Regions from separate parts of the Sus scrofa genome. Here all the other regions are linked to region 3. The links are chromatin contacts, called in public HiChIP or PLAC-seq maps. All regions are on one chromosome and are shown on one strand. The core of a region is the stretch at or near the end of the contact, and the rest is flanking DNA. Distances in the headings are between cores, read along the strand shown.

Region 1 (3,982 bases), core at 257-2,756, 120 kb before region 3:
CCAAAACGGGAACTCCAATTATTATTTCTTTTTTTGTGTGGCTTATCTGTGTTTTCTACATTGCTGATGACTATTTCCATGATATGTAAATGAGGAAAGCTTTATTATCTTAAAAAGAACTGATAGAGAAAATCCTTAACATAGAGCTTGCCTCTTCTATAGGCTCTCATCTCTCTGGTAACTCTCTTCCTTAGGGTTTCCTCTACTTGGAGGACCCCAGGAGAGGCAGGGATCCCCATGGCCTCCTCCTATTTAGAGCATTACCAGAGGAGTTCCTGTGGTGGTGCAGTGGAAACCAATCTGATTAGGAACCATGAGGTTTTGGGTTCGATCCCTGGCCTCAATCAGTGGGTTAAGGACCTGGCGTTGCTGTGAGCTGTGGTGTAGGTCGAAGATGAGGCTTGGATCTGGTGTTGCTGTGGCTCTGGCGTAGGCCGACAGCTGTAGCTCCGATTCGACCCCTAGCCTGGGAACCTCCATGTGCTCTGGGTGCGGTCCTAAAAAATAAAAAGAAAAACAAAAATTAAAGAAACTCTTCCAAAAAGGATCTAGTTTCCCCACCCATGTTTTCCTCAGACAGAAACTAAGGCGGACTTCAGGGTTTTTCCAAGGCCACACAGCCAACTTGAAGAGGTGAGGCCTTGAATCCACGGTCTTTCCGCCCCGTTGTATTTCTGAAATGTGCGGATTTAGACTAGCTCTTCTAGCACTTTAATATGCACAGGAATCACCAGGGATCTTGTTGAAATGCAGATTTTGATCCTGCAGGGAATGGTGCAGAGCACAGGTTCTGGAGTCAGACTGTCAGCTTCCCAATCCTATAGCTCAGACTAAGACTGTATTTACCGTGTTTCGGTTTCCTCAATTTCAAAACCAATACAAGACCTAATTCATAGCTTTTTTCATGAAGAATCAAAAGTGCTTACAACAGTCTTCACCTAGAACTAGCTTTTTTTTATTTTTTTAAGAACTAGCTACTTTATTATTATTCATATTCCCTAAAGCAAGCAGCGGGTGAAGTCGGGTTTGATGACTGACTGAATGAATGAATAACCTTTGGAGAAAAGTTCTTCCTGGGCAACTGGAGTCTGAGCAGCCAAACGGGAGGGCTTGTAGGTGGGGAAGAGCCCCACCTCCAAAGTACCTCTCTGCACCGGGTGGTCAGAAGGCTCGGAGCGCCCGGAAGCCGGCCGGCCCGCGCCCGGCGGACCAATACGGCCGCCCGGGGGCGGGGTGGGGGGGAGCGCCCGCCCGCCCTTTCCGTCTGGGCGCCGGAGGCCCCGCCCCTTGGGACGTCGCGACGTCCGAGCATTCCACGGTTGCTACTCGGTCGCGAGGGGCGGGGCGCCTGTCAGGGAAGCGGCGCGCGGCGGCGGGGGCGGGCTGAGGCTCCAACGCGGAGTGCCAGCGCCAGCACCAGTCCCGCGCCCCGCGCTCTCCGGCCCGCCGCCTTGCGTTCTGGCTCGCCAGCCCGCACTCCCGCCCTGCCCGTGCGCTGCCCGAGTATGGAGCTGCTGTGCTGCGAGGGCACCCGGCACGCGCCCCGGGCCGGGCCGGACCCGCGGCTGCTGGGGGACCAGCGGGTCCTGCAGAGCCTGCTCCGCCTGGAGGAGCGCTATGTGCCCCGCGCCTCCTACTTCCAATGTGTGCAGAGGGAGATCAAGCCGCACATGCGGAAGATGCTGGCGTACTGGATGCTGGAGGTACCGCCCGGACTGGTCTCCCCTCCCCCGCCACCCTTGCGTCCCCCAGCTCCGGACATCCCGGGGCCGCCCTGTCGGGACATCCTGGTCCCAACAACAATCATCAAGATGTTTCTGTGGCGCACATCCCCGGGGCCTGGCCTTGCGCTCGCGCACCCTAGCCGGCTGCCTCCCAGGTGGTCCTTTCTTTCTCTTCTCCAACCCTGGCTTTGACTGCCAGTCGTTTGGCACCCTAACTAACCCTCTCTTGGGCCGGGAAAGCGGGACAAGGGCCACCCTCTCCCCTCCGGCTTCTCCCAGCGTCTCCTGCCTTGCTCCCCTGCCCGGCCCTCTCTGGAGAGCGCGGCTGGAAAACCTTGGGCTCAGCCGCCCCCGCCGCAGAGCCGGTTCCTGTGTGTGTCGCGGGGTTCTGGCGGGGAAGGCGGTGGGGGTGGCGCGCGCTGTTCCGGCCGTCAGGGAAATGAAAAGTGCGGGAGGCCGCGGCTGGAGTCTCCTCCCTTCCCTTTGGGTGTGTGCAGTGGGTGGCGGTAATGGGGGTAAGGTCCCAGTTCTCTGGCTACAGTGGGTGACTCGTCCGTCCCCCATCGCCCTCGGTATGGGGGAGGGCAGACTCAGTTTGGAATCCTTAAGGGAGCCTCTGGCTTACAGCCCCCCTCTCCCCAGCCCCGGGTGTGGGGGTGGAGGCAACGTCGAGGAAGTGGGGGGGGCGTCACCTTGGGGAAGGCGCATCCTGCGTTTTAGTCCCTGTCACTGTAAGGACACCTACCCCCTGCCATTTCTTGCTCCCCGTCCCAATCCCTTTCAGCCCCCCCCCCCAACCTTTAGTGCTGCTGCGTCTCCTCTGCCTCTGTCCCAGAAATGACCGTGCGCCCTCCCCCAGGTGTGTGAGGAGCAGCGCTGTGAGGAGGAAGTCTTCCCCCTGGCCATGAACTACCTGGATCGCTACCTGTCCTGCGTCCCCACCCGCAAGGCGCAGTTGCAGCTCCTGGGTGCGGTCTGCATGCTGCTGGCCTCCAAGCTGCGCGAGACTACGCCCCTGACCATCGAAAAACTGTGCATCTACACGGACCACTCTGTCTCTCCCCGCCAGCTGCGGGTGCGTGCACAACTCCCCCCGCCCCCCAACATCTCCTGCCTCCTCACTCACCAGAAAAAGGAAAGCTAAGACCTCGGGCGGCTTTCTGCCCTTGCACAGGGTAGCAGAGGCTTTTTAAATTTTTTTTGGACAAAGGATGGGGCCGTGTGGTGTGATGGTCAGCGTAGCCCCCGCCCAGGTCGTAGCCGCCCCCCCCCGTTCCCCCCCCCCACGCGCTCCCAGGCCTGCGCTGCCGGCAGGAACTAAATCCCCTTCTCCTGGCCTCCAGGGGGTGCCACTCCTTCCTGGTCTTTCCTCCAGATAGCAACAAGTCAAACTGCATGTCTACACTCACTAGTACTTTGCCTCTGGGTTTACACAGCCACCGTGAGTTATTTATTGGCAGCAGCAGGACGTGCCTGCGCACCCCCACTGGAGTCGGGGAGTGGAATGTGCTTCGTGTGGGGGAGGGGGGCTCGGTTGAGTCTTTATCCCAGTGTGTGGACTTTGTGATGGAAAAGCCTCCCAGAGCAGATTAAAGCCAGGCGTTGGTGGCTCTGAGGCAGGGCCGTGGCGTTTGGTCCCACCTTCTTCTCTCCTTCCTCTTCTCTCCCCAGGGAGACCGCTCCTTCCGAATCCTCCCTTCCTAGCCTCTCTCTGAAAAACCTGAGCAGCTGCTCCTGGCCTGGTGGAATCATCTCTCCCTTTCCCCCTTAGCCAAAGGCCAGAGCTGAGGGACAGACAGGGGGGCTGAGCTGCAGCTGCTTCCGATGTGATAATGATGGCCTCTCCCCAGGCCCACCCACTCTGCCCAAGGTCTTTCATAACCCTGTGGGGAGCTGCTGTCACTCCTGTGGTTTGGGAAGTGGCTCCCTGGGCCTCTTGCTGGGAACTCAGGCTGGGTGCTTCCGAGACAGAGGAGTGATGGGCTCTCCTTCCCCACTGAGCTGGGAGAGGAGGTTGCTGAGGGCCTGCAGATCATGCTTGGGGGTCTGGGGGAGAGGGCTGAGCCGGCACCTTCCTCCACCTTGCTCTGCAGCCGCCTGGTCAGAGCAGGAGTCCTGGGGCCCCATCTCCCGGGGAGGAGGGCAGCGTGCCGGCTGCTGTGATTGGCTGGCTGGGAAGCCAGGGTACTGGGGCCCCCGAGTGCTGCTTGTCGAGGAGCAGGATTCCTCTTCCTGCCAAATAGCTCTCAGAGATGGGA
Region 2 (4,180 bases), core at 667-3,166, 98 kb before region 3:
TAGAATATGATCTTGGAAGCAGTGACCAAATACCAAATAGTATTTAAACCTTGAAACTGATGACAGCACCAAAAAAGTGAACACAAGTTAAGAGGTCCAAGGACCTGTCACTGTGGTGGCTTGGGTTCAATCCCAGGCCTGGGAACTAAGGGAAAAAAAAAAAAAAAAAAAAAAGTGGAGGACAAAAGAGGAGCCAGCAAAGGATACTGAGATGTCAGGAAGTAGTAAAACTGGGATGTGATGTCTTTAATCTTGATCCTGCAGCCAGGAGGCTAGTGTTTCACTGTGAACATGGCTCACAGGGCAAATGAAAGATGAGATCTGAGACCTGGACTAAACAAGCAACTTGGAGGTCAATACTCCCAGCCTAGTAAGGAAAAACTGACCCTCTTTTAATTAATCTCTTTCCCTCTTTAGCCCTTAAACGGTATCCTTCTTTCTGCTCAGAGCAGAAACTCCCCCGTTTCAGGTCTTGTAACTGAGCAGAGCCCCATGGGGCTCCTGGGCACAAGCCTTTCTGTGTCATCCATTTCTTGTTTTGGGAAATAAACTTCAGCCTCCATGACCTTCTCAGAGTTCCAAAGGGCAGGTTCACACAGTTGCTAATCAGGGGAGGGTGAGGATGCAGAGACTGGGGAGGAACAGTTAAAAGACAATAGTACAGGAATTCCTTTTGTGACTCCGTGGTAATGAACCCAACCAGCATCCAGGATGCGGGTTTGATCCCTGGCCTTGGAGGATCTGGTGTTGCCATGAGCTGTGATGCATGTCACAGACATGGCTTGGATCTGGCATTGCTGTGGCTGTGGTGTAGGTCAGCAGCTGCAGCTCTGACTGGACCCCTAGCTCAGGAACCTCCATATGCCACAGGTGCGGTCCTAAAAAGCAAAAAAAAAAAAAAACAAAAAACAGAGACAATAGTGCAACCTTGGGGCAGGTCCAGATTCCTCCTCAAGGAATATACATAGTATCTTTGAGCCCTTCTGCAGAACTATTACTTGATGAAGTATGAAGCATTCTTCAGTGGAAAAAAGGAGGACCACCAGAACCAGTCCTGGGGCCACTAAACAGGAGCGTGAGAAACCGTGCAAGTTTGCCTCGACCCTGGTCCTTAACTGCGGCTCTATTTTCCACTCTTACACTGTAAAACCATCTCCTAATCTCTCTCAAGGGGACCATAGTCTTTAGGGCACTAACCTGCTCTGGCCCTCCTTTGGCAGAGCAATAGAGATATCTTTTTCTTCTTCACCCAAAACCCTGTCTCTGTGCTTCAACTGGGCATCGGAGGACAGAGACAGAGTTTTGGCAACACTACCTGCCTCATATCCTAGCTCCCCTCCTCGCACCGGTTTCCTCCGTGCTACCTGAGATTCTGTCTCCCGGGCCTAGGTCCTAATTTTGCTCCAAATAAAACTTAACTCTCAACTTTTAGGTGAAGGTCTCCAGCCACCCTAAATCCGGCCAGGGCTGGGTCTCCCATTCCATTACCTTTGCTAGAGTGTAATACGCCCCCCTGGGTTTTTTTTTTTTTTTTTAATTCCAAACTATTATCCTGCCGGACACTTTTCAGCCTACCACTACCAACTACCCATCCTCTTTCTCGCACCCACTCTCGCTACTCACCCAGCCGCGTGGTGCGATCTTGAGGTGCCGCCGGCCTGTCCCCGGTCCCATGCTCAGCCTCGAGCTCCTCTTGCTGCTGCCGCGCTTGTTGCAAAATCCGTCGGGTCAGCCGAGGCCCCACGTACTCCTCCTCCTCTTCTCCGGTTCCGCGACCCCGCCGCTTTTCCCGGGTCCCCGCCCGCACCGCATTCCCAGCCAGGATTTGGTCGGCCAGGGGCGCATGCTTTTCCTGACCCTCGGCCCCGCGGGCGGCCTTGAGTTTGGGCATTTCGCTAGAAAACCTCGCCGGGAAGTTTCACATGTGGGGACAGAGGAAAAGCTCTGAGTGCGCCGGCGCAGGGAACTCCCCAGAGGCCAGACGGTGATTACAGCGCCCCCTGGTGTTCGGAGGCCGGACCTGCCACCATCCCCGCCCCACCCCCTGATAGAGCTCCTGAGTCCTGGAGCTGGACTCCCGAATAAACTCATTGCAATTAACATCGCCTTCTCTAAGCAGTGGCAGTCCAAGCCACGCTTTCTTAGCTTCATGAATCTAGGCCCGGGGTGATTTGTCGAATAGGAAGTCCCCGAGCTGCAAGCCTAGGGGGCGGAGCCCTGCAGTGACGTCACTGGAGGCGCCTGTACGCCCCGTTCCTCGTGGCCGCCGAAGGGACTCGCACTTTTTACGTTATTTCCGGAGCACCTCCTACTACCGAAGCTTTCGTTAGGTCGGTGGTTTCACCTCGCGTGGGCTGCAGCAGAGCACTGCGTATCAGCTGTTCAGTACTGTCATCTTCCTGGCCTAACATCATGGGAGTGACTTGGTAGGACTTCAAGGGATTTCGTGGGGCGAAGCTTGGGGTGGTGAAGGGCCGGTGGAGCCTCCAGTGTCCCCGAGAGGAGGATCGGGATCAGGGTCTGAGAGAGATGCCCTCGAGTTGTGTGGGTGAGGGGACCACTGTGAGGGCTGCGAAATCTGCGGGCCTTTTTCCTCGGAGATGCGCCCCTTCTTTCTCAAAGGTGGCAGGTTAAAAATTTTTATCTTAAGAATCCACCAGTGGTCGCGTACCTCCTTCCGTTTTTCTTGGTATATTCTTCCTGCTCGTCATCCCACAGTACTGCCTGGGGTCGGAAATAGTATGTCGGGTTTAGGACCCATCTGCAGTCAAGGTTGGATGGGTTGTGGGGAGGGAGATAGACAACATTGAAGGCAGTATCTTTTTTAGGTTTTTGCCCTTCCCTATGGCCACTAAATGCAGTTAGACCAGCCTGTGTCTAGTTCTAATTTGGCCATTTTAAGATCTCGGGTCTAGAGGGGGAAAAAAAGAAGCTATTGGGAGTTAGGAGATTGGGATGTTAGGCACATCACCTCCTCAGAACCTGTTTCCTACTATGTTTAATTACATGCTTGGTTTAGTTTCTGTGGACTTAATATCTGTAACGTGTTATGAGTCAGAGTGCAGGGAAATATGGGCCTCATGCTCTTGGAGGCATTAGTTCCAAAATGCTAGATTTCAGGGCTTAAAAGAAAAAAAAAAAAAAAGGTATCTGGAGCATCTTTCCAATCAGAGAGGGCTAGAGGCCAGGGTATCAGGAGTCAGTGGCTATAGAGTCTTCATATAAGAAAAGAGCCTGTGGGAATTCTTCCTCCCAGTCACCCAAGTCTTGCACACTTGTCAGTGACTGCACATTTGCTTCCTGCAGTTGACATCATGAGCCTCTTTGGAAGTCTTTTAGTGTAAGGAGGATGTGAAGAATGGAGATGAAAAGTTTCCTCCGCAGAGGCATGGAATCCTGGAAGCCCCTGTTGTTTTTTTCTTTTCTTTTTTAAATTAAAATATAGTTGATTTACAACATTGTGTCAGTTTCTGCTGTGAGGCCCCTGTTGTTGTTTTTGTTTTTGTTTTTGTTTTCTTTTTTCTTTTTTTCTTTTTAGGGCTGTTCCTACAGCTTTTTTTTTTTCTTCTTCTTTTTTTCTTTTTAGGGCCGTTCCTGTGTCACATGGAAGTTCCCAGGCTAGAGGTTGAATCAGAGCTGTGGCTGCCAGCCTGTGCCACAGCAATGCCAGATCCGAGCTGCATCTGCAACCTACACTACAGCTCATGGCACCGCCAGATCCTTAACCCACTGAGCGAGGCTAGGTGATCGAACCCATATCCTCATGGATACTGGTCACATTCTTAACCCGCTGAGCCACGAGCAGAACTCCGAAGCCCCTGTTCCTTCAGTGCAGAAGGCAGACAGAGGGAAAAGGCCCTCTGTTGGGACCCTTCTCGACTTTTCAGATTCCTAGTACTTTGGACCCCAGTTGTATCATCTAAGGGATTCTCTTATTTTTCAAAATAAAGGCCATCATCATTGTGGCTTGTTAGTGCTCTTCCTGATGGAGATTACTGACAATTTGTAGCAACAGCAGGGGTCTGTTTTTATATTTTCCTTTAGTTGATCATAATTGGTCATAAAGTAATGCAGTACCTCCCAAAATTCAGCCACATAATGATTGTCTTTATGATTTTTATATAACTTCATAGCACTTGAACTATTTATTTTTTTTTAATTTTTTTTTTCTTTTTGCCAT
Region 3 (3,919 bases), core at 1,209-3,708:
CAGAAAGGCAGTGTGTATTTTTTAAATACCTAGTAGAGCAAATCAACTAGAAGAAATTGCCAAGGGGAGCCTATCTCAATGTCCACACTCTTCTAAGCCTACATGATTCTTTCCATGCCAGCTCCGTACATATACCATTTCCAAAGAAGCCCAAACTACTGGACAGTGGCACTACCACTGTAGGGTCAAAAAACATCTATTTCCTTGTGAAAGAAGCAGCTTCCTCAAGCAGTGTCACTTCAGTGTCCACTGCCCAGGCTTACTCACACTTTGCCTCCACCTGCACATCACTGCCCTCATACCCCACTGTATTACAGCCACAATGCCTCCCTGGTGCCTGGAGAACCCACCTGGTGCACTAAAATGCTATGCAACACCAAAATGGCTTCTTCCCTTAGCACTGCTCAAAAATGGAAATTCCTCAATGATAAGCTTCATCCTATGTTAACATCAGTGTATGGTGGCTACAGTTTGTTTCTTTTTTTCTTTTAATATGAAGCAAACCACCTCTGTTACAATTCATGTTTGGGACTTGTTCCTGTCTCAGTGTGAAATAGAAATCATGTTTTTATGATTTTTGTAAATCTTGACTTTTTACACCTTGTTTTTGTAAGCCGAAGTTTCTTATTAAAAGAATAAAATGGCTGTCTTTGTGTAGAGTCTTTATTTCAAATATTTGTTAAAATACCATTAGATTATTCCTCAGGACAAGAGCAAAGATAAGCCCCTGCAGAAACTTAGGAACTATGTACAGAACTTTACAGAACAGAGAAGAACACTTTAGCTGAGGCCTGCCTGCTGACCAGAGGAGGGTGTTCTGAGTGGACTCAGCAAAGAAAAGGAAATCAAGCAGGGAAGGAAGGCTGCCCATCTGAATCAAACGTCAGCTGCCATCAGGGCAAGTCTTGTGATGGTCACAGATGGGATGCTCTGTTTTTGGAAGGTTGGAGGACAGCACAGGGGTTCCATGTGTCTGCAATCAGACAACAGGTGGCATTAGAAATGTAAAATCACTGGAGGGAAACTGGTAATTGACTCAAAAACCTTGCAACATCTGGAAACACATTTAACCAGGAATAGCCAAGAGTTGGTTTTACATCCAGTCTCTCTCCTATTAACCATTAAACTGTTGTGTGAATGGCTGATATAAATTATATCTTCTCCCAGCCTACAGGATGCCTAAAACAAGTGGAACAGTGGTTAGTGCTTACCTTTATGGCTAAACCCCTGGCTGAGGTGCCATCAGGTCAATGTCACTCAAATTCCTGGCCAGCCAAACGCCTGCAGCAAAGAGCCCCAAATTGAGGATCAAGTTCCTGGAAAGAGAATGCATTCCATGGAATTCCCGTCGTAGCTCAGAGGAAACGAATCTGACTCGTAACCGTGAAGACACAGGTTCAATCTCTGGCCTCGCTCAGTGGGTTAAGGATCCGGCTTTGCCGTGAGCTGTAGTGTCGGCGGCAGACGCAGCTCGGATCCTGCACCGCTGTGGCTGTGGTGTAGGCCAGCGGCTACAGCTCCATTTCGACCCCTAGCCTGGAAACCTCCATATGCCGCAGATGCGGCACTTAAAAAAGAAAAAAAAAAAATGCATCCCATTAACCCTGTGGTCCCTGAGTCAAGTGTCTTCGGTTAATGAAAGACACTGAGGGAAAAGGCTTCCCATCATCACCCTAGAAAAACCTCCCCGAGGCAAAAACATTGCTTAAAATCGCAGAAGCGTTGATCATTCCGTAATAGGTTGCCCAAGACCCACGTGGTTATTTAGGGCGCGTTTCCATATCTAATAACAGCAGAGTCAAGTGCAAAGCAGCCTTTCAGGGTCGAAAAGCCTGTTTTACGTGTTGGTGTCTCCTCTCCCTGGGTCCCTGTGGTCAGGGTGAGAGTCTCTAGACAGAGCCCGCGACTGAAAAGAGCGCTCTGGCCGGGCGGAACTCTCCCAGTCAAAGGCCTCGGCAAAGCACACCCAGAGCCACGAAGAGATCAAGATGTTGGCAGTGTAAAAAATCGGGAGGGTCTAGCCTCGGCGAAGAAGGGACCCAGCTCCCGCGCCTCGGTTACCTCCGGAAGTCATTCCTATCGGTAGCAAAGCGGTAGACGCCCCGAAGCCAATCTCCCACGTTGTCTGGAATTTCGGGAGCTTCATTTGACGAGCCCGCAGGGTTCACGCCAACCCCAGTGGAAGTCATGGCAGCACCTCCGAACTCTGCGAGGCCTCTCTCTACCCACCGTGCCGGCGCCGGCGGATCACGCAATTTCCGGTCTTGCACTTCCGCCGGCTACCAGCAGGCAGAGGGCGCCGCTGCTGCAGCTCGACCCGACTCCGGGAGGGAGGGAGAACTCCAAGCTCTGCGGGAAGCGAAGCGCCGCCCAGCTCCAACCTCCCCTGGTCGGGTTCCACCTCCAGCTCCCTCTTGGCTTTCGCCCACCCGTCATCATCACTAGTGGTCTCTTGAGTGATCACTTCATTGGCTCAGGAGGAGGATGAGGGGGATGGGGCTGCCCAGCCTGTTGGGGTCGGATAGGGGCTCTCTTAGAGGGGATGCGTAGCTTTGGGGAATGGGGTTCCACAAGAGTCTCCACGAAAAGTGTGCGGGCTGAAAGGAAGCACTCCGAATTTATCATCTCGCCGCCTCTCCCAGCCACGGCCCTGATAACGTTCAGTCTAGGATTTTTATATTGGGGGGGGGAACCTCGCTCTCTTGCCCTACAGTTCACCCTCCCACCAGCCCCTCATTCTCCGGGTTGCGCTACTAGCAAATGGTGCAATGCTTCCTGGAGGTGTCGCTGTCCCCAGCTTGGAGACTTCTGGGGGTCTCCCAGGGCCGGGGAAGCCGCTGGCCTAAGAAAAATCCTTCGGGTTCCGATTCAGAGGAAGAGGAGCAGGTGGGGCAGGGAGCGTCCTCCTTGGGATCAAGAGGAGTCTCCAGGAGGCTCTGCTCTTGCCCTTTGGGTGCCTCCGCTTTGTTCCCAGCTTGACACTCCTGCTCCGGACTGGATCCAAGCATCTCCGTCTGGGTTTCCACACTAGAGTTGTCGCCAGTGGCGAGAAGGGCTGCCCGGGAGATGGACGCAGACTTCCGCAGGTAGCTGTCGGGGTCTTCACCTCTGCCGAGCTCCGCCTCTCCTGTGCCAGGCCGGGTCAGAAACACCCGCCTCAGAGCCTCTAGTCTTCTCTGCAGGATCCGGGCGGCCAGTCCCCGTCGGGGCCCAGCCTCCCGCCCCGCCCCTGGGCCGTGCGCGCCGCCGCCGCAAGTCCTCTCCCGGCTCCCGCCCCACCCCGCCTCCGCCCACCAGAGGGCAGCCGCGGCCCCAGCTCCGGAGCGAGTCCCGAGCCGCAGCCCCAACCGCGGCGCGGGGAGGGTTCGGGAGGCCCTTGGAGCGCTCCGGCCAGGGAGGCGCGGTGAGAGCTGCGGGCCCCGAGGCTCGGGTCTGGGGTGCGGTGGGGACGACGGGGGCGCTACTGGAGGGACGGGACGGCGTGGGACCGGGGTGAGGGTCCCAGCCCGGGAGAACGCCCCCCCTCAGCCCAGCCCAAGCCGCTGCCCCCTTCCCCTTTGATCTATCTGCTCCTTCTCCTCCCTTACCCAGGGACGCCCTGCCTTCCTGGGTTCCAGCCGGCCTCGAGCCGGCATCTGAATAGCGACTCTCAAAGCAGCTGGGGCAGCAGGGGTCACCCCCCGGCAGGGCATAAAGTCCCCCGCCCAAGGGCCCGGCGCAGTCCTGGCAGCAGAAGTGGTTCTCGTGCCAGCGCCGTCCTTCGGCCTCGGTGCAACGCCGGGAGAAGATCAGCTGGGAGAGGGAGAGGGGAACGGCTCATTCATTCATTCACTCATTCATCCATCCGATAACCACGCCTTATGCCCAGTTAACGCTAAGCACGTCTACAGACATTCCCATCTGATCTACTCAGCCACTC

Evidence for each region. HiChIP or PLAC-seq counts read pairs in DNA pulled down with a chosen protein or histone mark.
Region 1: a contact with region 3 is called in an H3K27ac HiChIP or PLAC-seq map of alveolar macrophages. The contact joins the promoter of CCND3 here to the promoter of TOMM6 in region 3. A contact is called at or near these places in 3 of 5 promoter capture datasets (fetal liver, fetal skeletal muscle and liver), 10 of 47 Hi-C or Micro-C datasets (alveolar macrophages, blood, brain and 4 more) and 2 of 2 datasets of contacts at active chromatin or transcription factors (alveolar macrophages and skeletal muscle).
Region 2: a contact with region 3 is called in an H3K27ac HiChIP or PLAC-seq map of alveolar macrophages. The contact joins the promoter of BYSL here to the promoter of TOMM6 in region 3. A contact is called at or near these places in 4 of 5 promoter capture datasets (fetal liver, fetal skeletal muscle and liver), 14 of 47 Hi-C or Micro-C datasets (alveolar macrophages, blood, brain and 7 more) and 2 of 2 datasets of contacts at active chromatin or transcription factors (alveolar macrophages and skeletal muscle).

What each region holds. Positions count from the first base shown.
Region 1 is chr7:37,092,336-37,096,317 of Sscrofa11.1, reverse strand. It overlaps CCND3 (cyclin D3), which reads left to right and starts at 1,506. Exons shown (of 5, transcript NM_001078678.1): 1 at 1,506-1,703; 2 at 2,584-2,799. The coding sequence starts at 1,506.
Region 2 is chr7:37,072,253-37,076,432 of Sscrofa11.1, reverse strand. It overlaps BYSL (bystin like), which reads right to left and starts at 1,916. Exons shown (of 7, transcript NM_001130731.1): 1 at 1,624-1,916. The coding sequence starts at 1,891. It overlaps MED20 (mediator complex subunit 20), which reads left to right and starts at 2,283. Exons shown (of 4, transcript NM_001206352.1): 1 at 2,283-2,426. The coding sequence starts at 2,413.
Region 3 is chr7:36,975,017-36,978,935 of Sscrofa11.1, reverse strand. TOMM6 (mitochondrial import receptor subunit TOM6 homolog) reads right to left here and starts at 2,458. Exons shown (of 1, transcript XM_013977927.1): 1 at 2,058-2,458. The coding sequence starts at 2,189. The coding sequence ends at 2,058. It overlaps PRICKLE4 (prickle-like protein 4), which reads right to left. Exons shown (of 8, transcript XM_021098686.1): 5 at 3,588-3,792; 6 at 2,062-3,127; 7 at 1,212-1,316; 8 at 648-973. The coding sequence ends at 2,754. USP49 (ubiquitin carboxyl-terminal hydrolase 49) reads left to right here. Exons shown (of 8, transcript XM_021098683.1): 8 at 1-645.